Regions from separate parts of the Mus musculus genome. Here all the other regions are linked to region 3. A link is a contact called in public Hi-C and promoter capture Hi-C data. All regions are on one chromosome and are shown on one strand. Each heading gives the region's core, a stretch centred on a gene start, on an enhancer-like site or on the middle of the called end of the contact. The rest is flanking DNA. Distances are from core to core; before and after follow the strand shown.

Region 1 (2,700 bases), core at 170-2,669, 3.4 Mb after region 3:
TAGAAGCAAGCGCATACTTCTCCCCATCACCACCACCAAACAAACAAATCACAGACTACTGTTAAATTCTACGCTAATGAAACTGTGGAGAAACATCCCAGGCGTTGTCAGAGCCTATTTTTCATACACCACCACCAGACAGTTTGATGCAGTATTCCTGATTGCTTTTTATCGTATTTGTAAATACACTCACTAATCCACTAAATTAGATAATTTACAAACAGGTCCTCTCAGTTATTAGTGGCCAGCAGTCAAGTTCTATTACATCTGATCCTTACACAGTTGTCCAAACATTTCCACCCAGGTTAAAGGCTCTGATCGGAAAGAGAAGGCGGCTAGCGAAATTTGGATGGGGGCAGGGTGGCAGCTGAGAGAAATCTCTGCATCTCAGCCCTCAGCGACAACATCCAGCCAGTGCCCACAGAAAAACTAAATTCGGCACCTCTTCCTCCTGTTACACTGGCAACAAAGAGGGAGTTTCCGTAACGCTCCCGTCACCCACCAGGTGCCCAATCTCCTTCCCAGCCCAGTCCCCCCGCTCCCGCAGGGGCCTCGGTGCGCCGAGAGGCCGCGGTGCTCAGGGTCAAGGCACAGAGGGGGGATGGGATGGGGAACGAGCGGGTGGGATCTGTGAAATGGGCCCTGGAAGGGCACCGGGACCCAGTGAAGCACCTGATCCCGGCCAAGGGGGCCCGCAGACCAGGGGAAATGGGCAGCTTATTAAATGGATCCGAAACTAGAATAAGGTGGAAGAGAGGTGAAGAGCCCAAGCTGGGGTACACCTTCTGGGGACACGGAAAACAGTCTGTGGGTGGCGGGGGGGCTCGGCGGAGGTGGAGAGCAGGCTGGCGGGCCCCAAGGAGAGGGAAGCGTATGCCTCCCCGGGGCAGAGCGGGCGCCCGGGGCGCCTCTACCTGCAGACGGGCGGGACGGGCTGCTCAGGTGCGAAAGCGGGGGAGGGAGCGCAGCGGGCATTGGGGGACCAGGCACGAAGCGCCGAGGTCGGCGGGGACCGGAGGGGCGCAGGGCACGGCAGGGGAGCGAAGGGCACGGCTCGGCAGGCGCTCACAGCGCGGGGTGGCATCCGGGCGGGCGGCCGGGAGGCGGGAGCCCCTCACCTGCGCGGCGGAGGCGGAGCTGCAGCAGCCCATGGCGGGGCCGGAGGAGCCCGGAGGCGGCGCCGGGCGCGCAGCTACGCCCCGGAGCCCCTCGGCATGCGAGCCGGCGGGCGCCCGGGGAGGGCGCGGCCTGGCCCCGCACGACTCGGCAGCGACGGCGGCGACGGCGACAGCGGCAAGAACTCAGGAGGCTGCGCGGTCCGGGGCAGGCGCCGGCCACATCCCCCGGCGGCGGCAGCGGCGGCGGCGGCGGCTGCGCGGCTCCGGCTCCGCTCCTGCTGCTGCAGCTGCTCCCCAGCGGAAAGGGGCGGGCGGCGGCGGCAGCCCCTCCCCCTGGCCCCCGCCTCCCACCACCCGCTCCCAGTCCCGCTCCCGCTCCCTCTCCCGGGCTGCAGCCGCCTCCTCCTCGGCGCCGCGCGCGTCTCCCATCAGACTCCCCGCCCCCAGTGCAGCGCCGCGCGGCGCGGACGGCGGGGACGACGGCAGCCCAGAACGAGGCCGGGCCCTTGGGCGCGCGCAGGAGTCTGCGCGGCGCCGGGCCCATTTCGCGGTGGCACCGAGGCCGAGCTCTGCCTCGGGGCGGCGAGAGGGCGTCTGAGGCCGAGGCGCCCGTGGACCCGGCGGGCTCGCAGAGGGAAGGCGGCCGACTTGCTTCTGTACGCGCGAGGCACGGGGAGGTCACCGGGGGTCGCTCCTTCTCCCGGGTGGGAGCGCCTCTGAGGTCACTGACCCGGAGCTTTTTTTAGGGCTCTGGCGGCTGTTTATGTTACCCAGAAGAGAGAGTATTTGCAAAACCTCCCATGGAGAAGGAATGGGTGATGGAAGTGGAAAAATATCATCTGTTGCTCCTGGCCCCATTTTGCTGATGTGGACACTAAGCCTTGAAGGAGGCCGACGACAGTGAGAGCACCCAACTGGAAATTGTAGTAAAAGAGCCAGAAATGGGAGGGGAAGGTAGTACTCCAGGCCCTCAAGTCAAAGCCATGTTGGTTCTTCACTAAACTTTCTTACACATGGTAGCGCGGGCACACACATAAACACACGCACCAATTCATCTTTAAAATATTTACCGAGGCACTCACTATATTACAGTCTAGAAATTTATGGCACTAAGATTAAACAGGCGATAAAAGGCAAAGTTGCTACTCTCTTATTAAAAAAAACGAAACCTGTATTAATATGCGTTGGGGGTAGCAACAAGTTAGACATGCACAACCTTTAAGAAATTTCCAATGTTAGGGAAGTCATTACAGATACAGTGAAGCGAGAGCAGTTTAAAAATGGCGAGAGTAAACAAGGTCATGATTAACTATCACCGAAACGCGCATGTATCTAACACTCATATAAACATTCCGGTCTTGTTTCATATTGTCAAGGTGTTGCAAAGACTGGGATCAAAAGGTTTGCAAAGATACCAGAGTGAGACCCCAGAAATGCTGACTTGTCCATAAAAGGCAGATTTCAAGGTGACTCAAACTCAAAGGGGAAGTTGACTAGAGGAGCAAGGAAAGGAGAAATCTAAACAAGAGGGTGGGGAATGGGTGTGGGTGGGAGGGGTATGGAATGGAGACAAACTCACACA
Region 2 (2,700 bases), core at 50-2,549, 3.1 Mb after region 3:
TTAGCAAACCAAACCCTTTCTTCCCCAGTCACTTTTGGTCATGGTATTTCACCACTGTAGTATTAGCTCTAACTAAGACAGTGAGTAAAGCCTTTCCCTCAAGAGGCAAGTGACTAACTGCTTGGTTGAGAGCATTTACCCAAGGCTGGTCTGTCGATCATTATGCAGCTCTGTTTCCTAGTGCTTTTTTTTTTTTTTGTCTTGGCCTCCAAAGTGCTGGTATTACAGGTGTGTGTTACCATGGTTGGCTCACAGGCTGACTTTTACTTAATGGAAATCTTCAAACTAGAAAGACTGGAATATCATTCTTTATAGCCGAGAAAGCTTGAGACATACAAGAAAGCGGCTTGCCTTGTACTACCTGAGAAATTGGCGATCGTGATGAAATCTGAATTCAGTTCTCTGGACGACTTTTATCTAAAGCTTTTAACTACCCGGCCCCATTTTTATCAAATCTTTCCCGATATTCCCCAACTGATAATGTAAACGGAAGACAGGAACGTTCCTACATGCAGTTATCTCGCATCGCTAACCGCGCCCACCTTATCATTATTATTGTTACTTATTATTATTACCATCGTCATCATACTATTAAGCATAGTGAGCACTCCTTCAAACGAACTAAGAATGACTACTGAGGAGTCTAAGAAGAGAGGAAAGCGACTGGTAAGCCAACCACCACCTCTCTTCGAAGCAGTTGCAGCAGGCTGCTTGCTGTACACAGAACTTGGCTTTGGCGCAGCATCAAAGTCCTTCTCAGGTGGAACCCTCCCTGGGCGGCTGCCCTGCCAACCCCCTTCCTTTCCCTGTAAGTTCATGCCACGGCGTCGGATGCACTCAGAGCAGCAGCAGGCTGCATCAGTTCCTCCCCGGCGGAGCCACCTTGGCATGCATTGGTCCTCACACCTGATCGGTCTCCCCGCATCGTCCGCTCTCGCCAACCAGCTCAAGCGTCACTGTCCCAGCCCGGCCTCTTAAGCGTCTCCATGAACCTCCAAAATCGAACCCTCGCGGGTCAGGACGATCAACGGACAGCATGGGCGTGTGGGAACGATCTGTCGCCGGGACAGCGGGGACGGCGGCAGCAAGCTCGTGCACGGACTGCGGCCGACCTCGGACTCCTCCCCGCCGCCGTAGGGAGGGTACCCCAAAGGTGGACGACCGCTACTCAGGGTATACCAGTAGACCAGCGACAGTGCCTGAAGGAACCCGCCCACGCCCAGGCTCGGCTACCCGGCCCCGGTGCCCTCATCTTACCTAACTCTAGAGCTGCGGCGGAGGCCTCGCTTTACGGCAACTGTCGCAAAGAAGCGGTCAAGCGCGCAGCGGCGTACGCTGGCTGTTGCTTTGTTCTCCGAGCGCTCCTATTAGTGTGGCCTATTTGGCCATCAGAAATCTGCAATCAGCCGTCCCTCCGGCAGTGCCCTGAGGCTGCCTGGAGTTTAGAGAAAAAACAGAACTGTCCCCCGTAGTGTACGGCTCATCAGACAGAGCGCAGAAAGTGCAAACCTAGGGTGGATAACGATTCTTTTTCTCCCTCCCTCCCTCCCTCCCTCCCTCCTCCCCCTTCTCCTCTCTCTACATTCTGCTATTGGGGACAGAATGGGGAAGAGCACTATGTAGTGATGCAAGTACTCATGAAGTTGAGGTGCCTACTTGACATCCAGGTCTAGAAGATGCGATCTTCCAGTTTGGGGCTTGAAAGAAATATAGATGCTTCTGGGCCTGGCACCTAGCATCTTTGCTTTTAGCAGAGCCATTTAAAGAGTTATTGGCAAGGAGCAGATGTGGATTTTGATAGGAATTTTTGAAAATTAAAAAGCACTAAAGAAATTATTGTAATTTTACGTTCTTTCTACGAAAATTACTAACGGCGTATAGAAAAAAATGAAATAATTTACCTACGCACCCCGTTCTATATCATTTAGCTCAGACTGGCCTTAAATTCTACTCAGCCAATATGGTGTTCAACTGATCCTACACATCTTCCACATCTCAAGTGCTGAGATAACAAGTGTGCATCGCCATGCTTGTCTTAAAACAGAATTTTTCAAAAAGTTGTGATGGAATGTGGCTGTATCAAAAATTTCTATTGTCTGACATGCCTACAATTCAAGTATTTGGGGGGCCAAGGCAAGAGGATCTAGAGTGAGCTCTTGTCTTTAAACACATGCAAACGCACATGCACGCACGCACACACACATGCACACATGCACACAATATAATTGATGCCTATTGGAGTACTAAGAGGTGATATTTTAAAAGATATTAGGAATGCTTATTATGCTCAACTATGTCTGGAAATTATAAGGAGGAAAAAAAAAAACTTCCCGGGTTTTAGAAGTGAATAGATTTCAAGTGCATAGTAAATATTATCCTGCATAAACCTTGCAGGAGGCAGAGGACTAGCCAGCTTTCTAGCCAGTTTTCTGATTTGAGCTAAGTTTAAGTTTAGATCTCACTGTTTTCCCTATATAAGCACAGTCATAATGTGCCATCTACATTATCAAGTTTCTGTTTCTATAAAGTGGACTGGGATTTAGAGGAAGGGATTTAGCACCCTTCAAAGAAAATTGACAATCCTTTTGGTTATCCTAGATTTAACTTGTCAGCAATTTTTTTTGAAACTTACTTCTAAATTTTCCTCTACTTGCAAGTAACCTTATTCTTTTTAATATAAACTTACAAAGTAAAAGCCCT
Region 3 (2,700 bases), core at 183-2,682:
ACCGTTTCAACACCACAGAAGACAGTTTCATGAATGCTCATACCCGACCCAAGACCGCACCAGGCTAGCTACCAGAAGGAAAGTGTTGATAGTTTAAGATTCCCGGTTTGCTTACCGGTTGGAGTGCTGGAGTATACAGTGGTCCTCACAGGGTTTTCCTTTAACATCTAGAGGAATAAATGAGTCGCAGGTTGTTGAACTGGCATTTACCACGTGATTACCTCCTTTGGTTCATGAAGATTGTTCATTGCGAAGCTGAGCACAGTGGGCAAAGTAAATAAAGGCTATGAAGTATTTTAAGTGGCCTAATTTACATAGAATCCTTTACTCAGTGTTAAGGCAGGTAACATTCTTAGCTCCTCCATCTTGTCACTTTAAAATGAGTACACCTAGAGAAACACTATTATAAGCGCCACATTGCTGACATTATGGTGGTGTTTTGTGAGGCTGTCTTGATGGTATGCAAAAATCACACGTTTTTTTTTAAATTCAGTCCTAAAGAGAATTTAGGATGCTTATCCTAAATATTATATGTGGGTCTACCGGTTTCCCTGAATTTAAAAAGGCTAAAATAGAGGCTAGAGGAGGATCCCCAAAGGTGGTATCGGTATTTTCTTGGCAGAACGAACACCAGAGAAGCCTATTTCAAACGTCCAGTGGACAATATGCACAGTTTCTTCTTAACACTAGATACTGCTTCCTTAACATTTCTTAATTTTTCTCTCCATGCCTAAGGTTTCTTCCCGGTTCGGCGTAGGATTGATCCCTCCAAGCACACCAACCCTTAGTAGTGTGGGGAAAGCCCAGATAGACCAACGCGGAGTTCCTTAGTTTAGTTCACGTCCTTTCCTGCAAACAACCCACACATGGCGCTGCGGTTCCCACGAAGGAAAGCGCCTATTTTAGCTCTTCATCAGCGCAAATCTGTATTCCTGGGACTAGGATGCTCAGGGAAGAGCACGGGTGGCTTGCATCGCGTGGCAGAAGTGCCTGCACCCGTGCGGTAAAGCGGAGCTCACCACCATCCCGCACTTACCCGCTTTATACCAGCGAGTGAAGTATCGATCCACAAGGGAGGGTGGCGGGGCTTCGGTAGCTATGACTACCTCTGGTGGCGCCAGCTTGGCTTCGGGGCAGCGGAGCTCTTCCATCCCTCTAGTCCAGGAGCGTAGTTCCGGCGCGTGGGAGCCGGTTGGTGTCGTGCGCACGCGCGCGACTCCCCGGCTGGCGGCCAAACTCCCTCCCCGACCCCAGTCACCTGTGATCCTGGGCCAAAGCCCAACTGTGGGGCAAAAACAACCGGGTGTCAAAGAGCTGAGGGACAGCAGACAGCAAGGTCCTGCCTCTGCCGGGTGAGGGCTCCCCGATCCCCTGGACCCTCTGAGCACCCTCGAGCTCCTGAGGAGGCGCGTCTGGCCACACCCACCCGGTGACGTCACTCAGCGCGCCTCGCGGGTGACGCCACGTCCGCGCCGCCTTTCTGGTGCTACCTGGCGTGTTTCGCCCTTCAGTGGATCGTGTTTCTCGTCTCCCGTGTGCATCGGCGGTTCCTTTCCAAACCCAGTGCGCCGTGAGGGCTCGGAGCCGCCTCGAGGGCGTCGTAGGTGAGCATTCGCCCGTCCCAGTCCGAGCCGCTGTGTGCGGCCTGGTCTTGCTGTCCAGGGCTGTTCTGGTGCAGGGGAGATGCACGCGCTTCTGCCTGCGCGCGCCGGCGGGCCGGGCGTGGACCTCTTCTTTCTTCGAGTTTCGGATGCTTTCTGTACACGTTTTCCCCGGGGCCGTCTTGGGGCGCTGCGAGGGATGAGGGTCCGGTACCCCAATTGCGGGTTTCCTTGTAGCGTGTAGATAAAACCTCTACCAGCTTGTCGTGGAAGGTGATAGGTAAATAGAGGCCTCTGTGCTGTGCTGCGGGTCCCTTCTCGCTCGCATTTGGGACTTTTCTATGAAGTAGTGTATCTCGTGCTTCCCTACCTGGTGTACCTAAGCCGGGATTTCTGTGATGGCTGTGATTTTATAGTCTTTTGTCTTTAGGGCCTAACATTTGGCAAGGTTTTGTTGTAAGTCACATAACGGATCTTAGGTATTGTGTAAAGGATTCGTTTGCGTATTGAGAACCATGATATATAACCAGCAAATATCTCGATGTGTAAGTGAAAGAAAAAGAGACAAAGACAAATTTTAGTTTGTGGAAACAGAGATGACAATAAGTCCCAAGCCAGGATGAGCTATTATTTGATAAGAGATCAGCAGGTTCTCTGTTTTTCAGGTTGCATTTCATATGCTTGTAAGGGTCAGCTTATGATAATATCAGGATTGATTTTAATGTGAGTTTAATGTTTAGTTTGGTCTTGTTCATTTACAAGGTATATAGGTTTATCTAATCTTCCCTTTAGTGAGCTACCAAGCCTGAAGGTAGGGGAGAAAGTGGATCAATGGTCAGAATTTTGGGACATGATCAAAGTTGTATGAAAGCACCTCTTAGAACATGTGTGGGTGGAGTCAAGGGAGGTGCAGTTGGAGGTGCCAAAGGAAGGCTGTTAGCAGATTATGATCCTAGAAACATTTGGAAGATGTTTCCTAACTTTGAAAGCATTGAGAAAACTACAGGACTGTGTAACTCCAAAAAGTTAAATGAGTGAGCAGTGTCAGAATGACAATTTAGAGAAGTCGGTTTTCATGCTAAAAGAATTGGGGCATTAG

What was found. Promoter capture Hi-C pulls out the DNA fragments that hold promoters and counts their contacts. Hi-C and Micro-C count contacts between places; a contact is called where the count stands out from the background.
Region 1: a contact with region 3 is called in a Hi-C map of CD8 T cells, with 3 times the contacts expected there. The contact joins the promoter of Slc44a1 here to the promoter of Elp1 in region 3. A contact is called at or near these places in 2 of 484 Hi-C or Micro-C datasets (CD4 T cells and CD8 T cells).
Region 2: a contact with region 3 is called in a promoter capture Hi-C map of frontonasal cranial neural crest. The contact joins the promoter of Fktn here to the promoter of Elp1 in region 3. A contact is called at or near these places in 5 of 39 promoter capture datasets (the HPC-7 cell line, cranial neural crest, frontonasal cranial neural crest and 2 more) and 1 of 484 Hi-C or Micro-C datasets (CD4 T cells).

What each region holds. Positions count from the first base shown.
Region 1 is chr4:53,439,135-53,441,834 of GRCm38.p6, reverse strand. It overlaps Slc44a1 (solute carrier family 44, member 1), which reads right to left and starts at 1,419. Exons shown (of 16, transcript NM_001374697.1): 1 at 1,119-1,419. The coding sequence starts at 1,151.
Region 2 is chr4:53,712,753-53,715,452 of GRCm38.p6, reverse strand. It overlaps Fktn (fukutin), which reads right to left and starts at 1,299. Exons shown (of 10, transcript NM_139309.5): 1 at 1,258-1,299.
Region 3 is chr4:56,801,063-56,803,762 of GRCm38.p6, reverse strand. It overlaps Elp1 (elongator complex protein 1), which reads left to right and starts at 1,432. Exons shown (of 37, transcript NM_026079.3): 1 at 1,432-1,604. Abitram (actin binding transcription modulator) reads right to left here and starts at 1,434. Exons shown (of 6, transcript NM_001081420.1): 1 at 1,037-1,434; 2 at 116-167. The coding sequence starts at 1,151.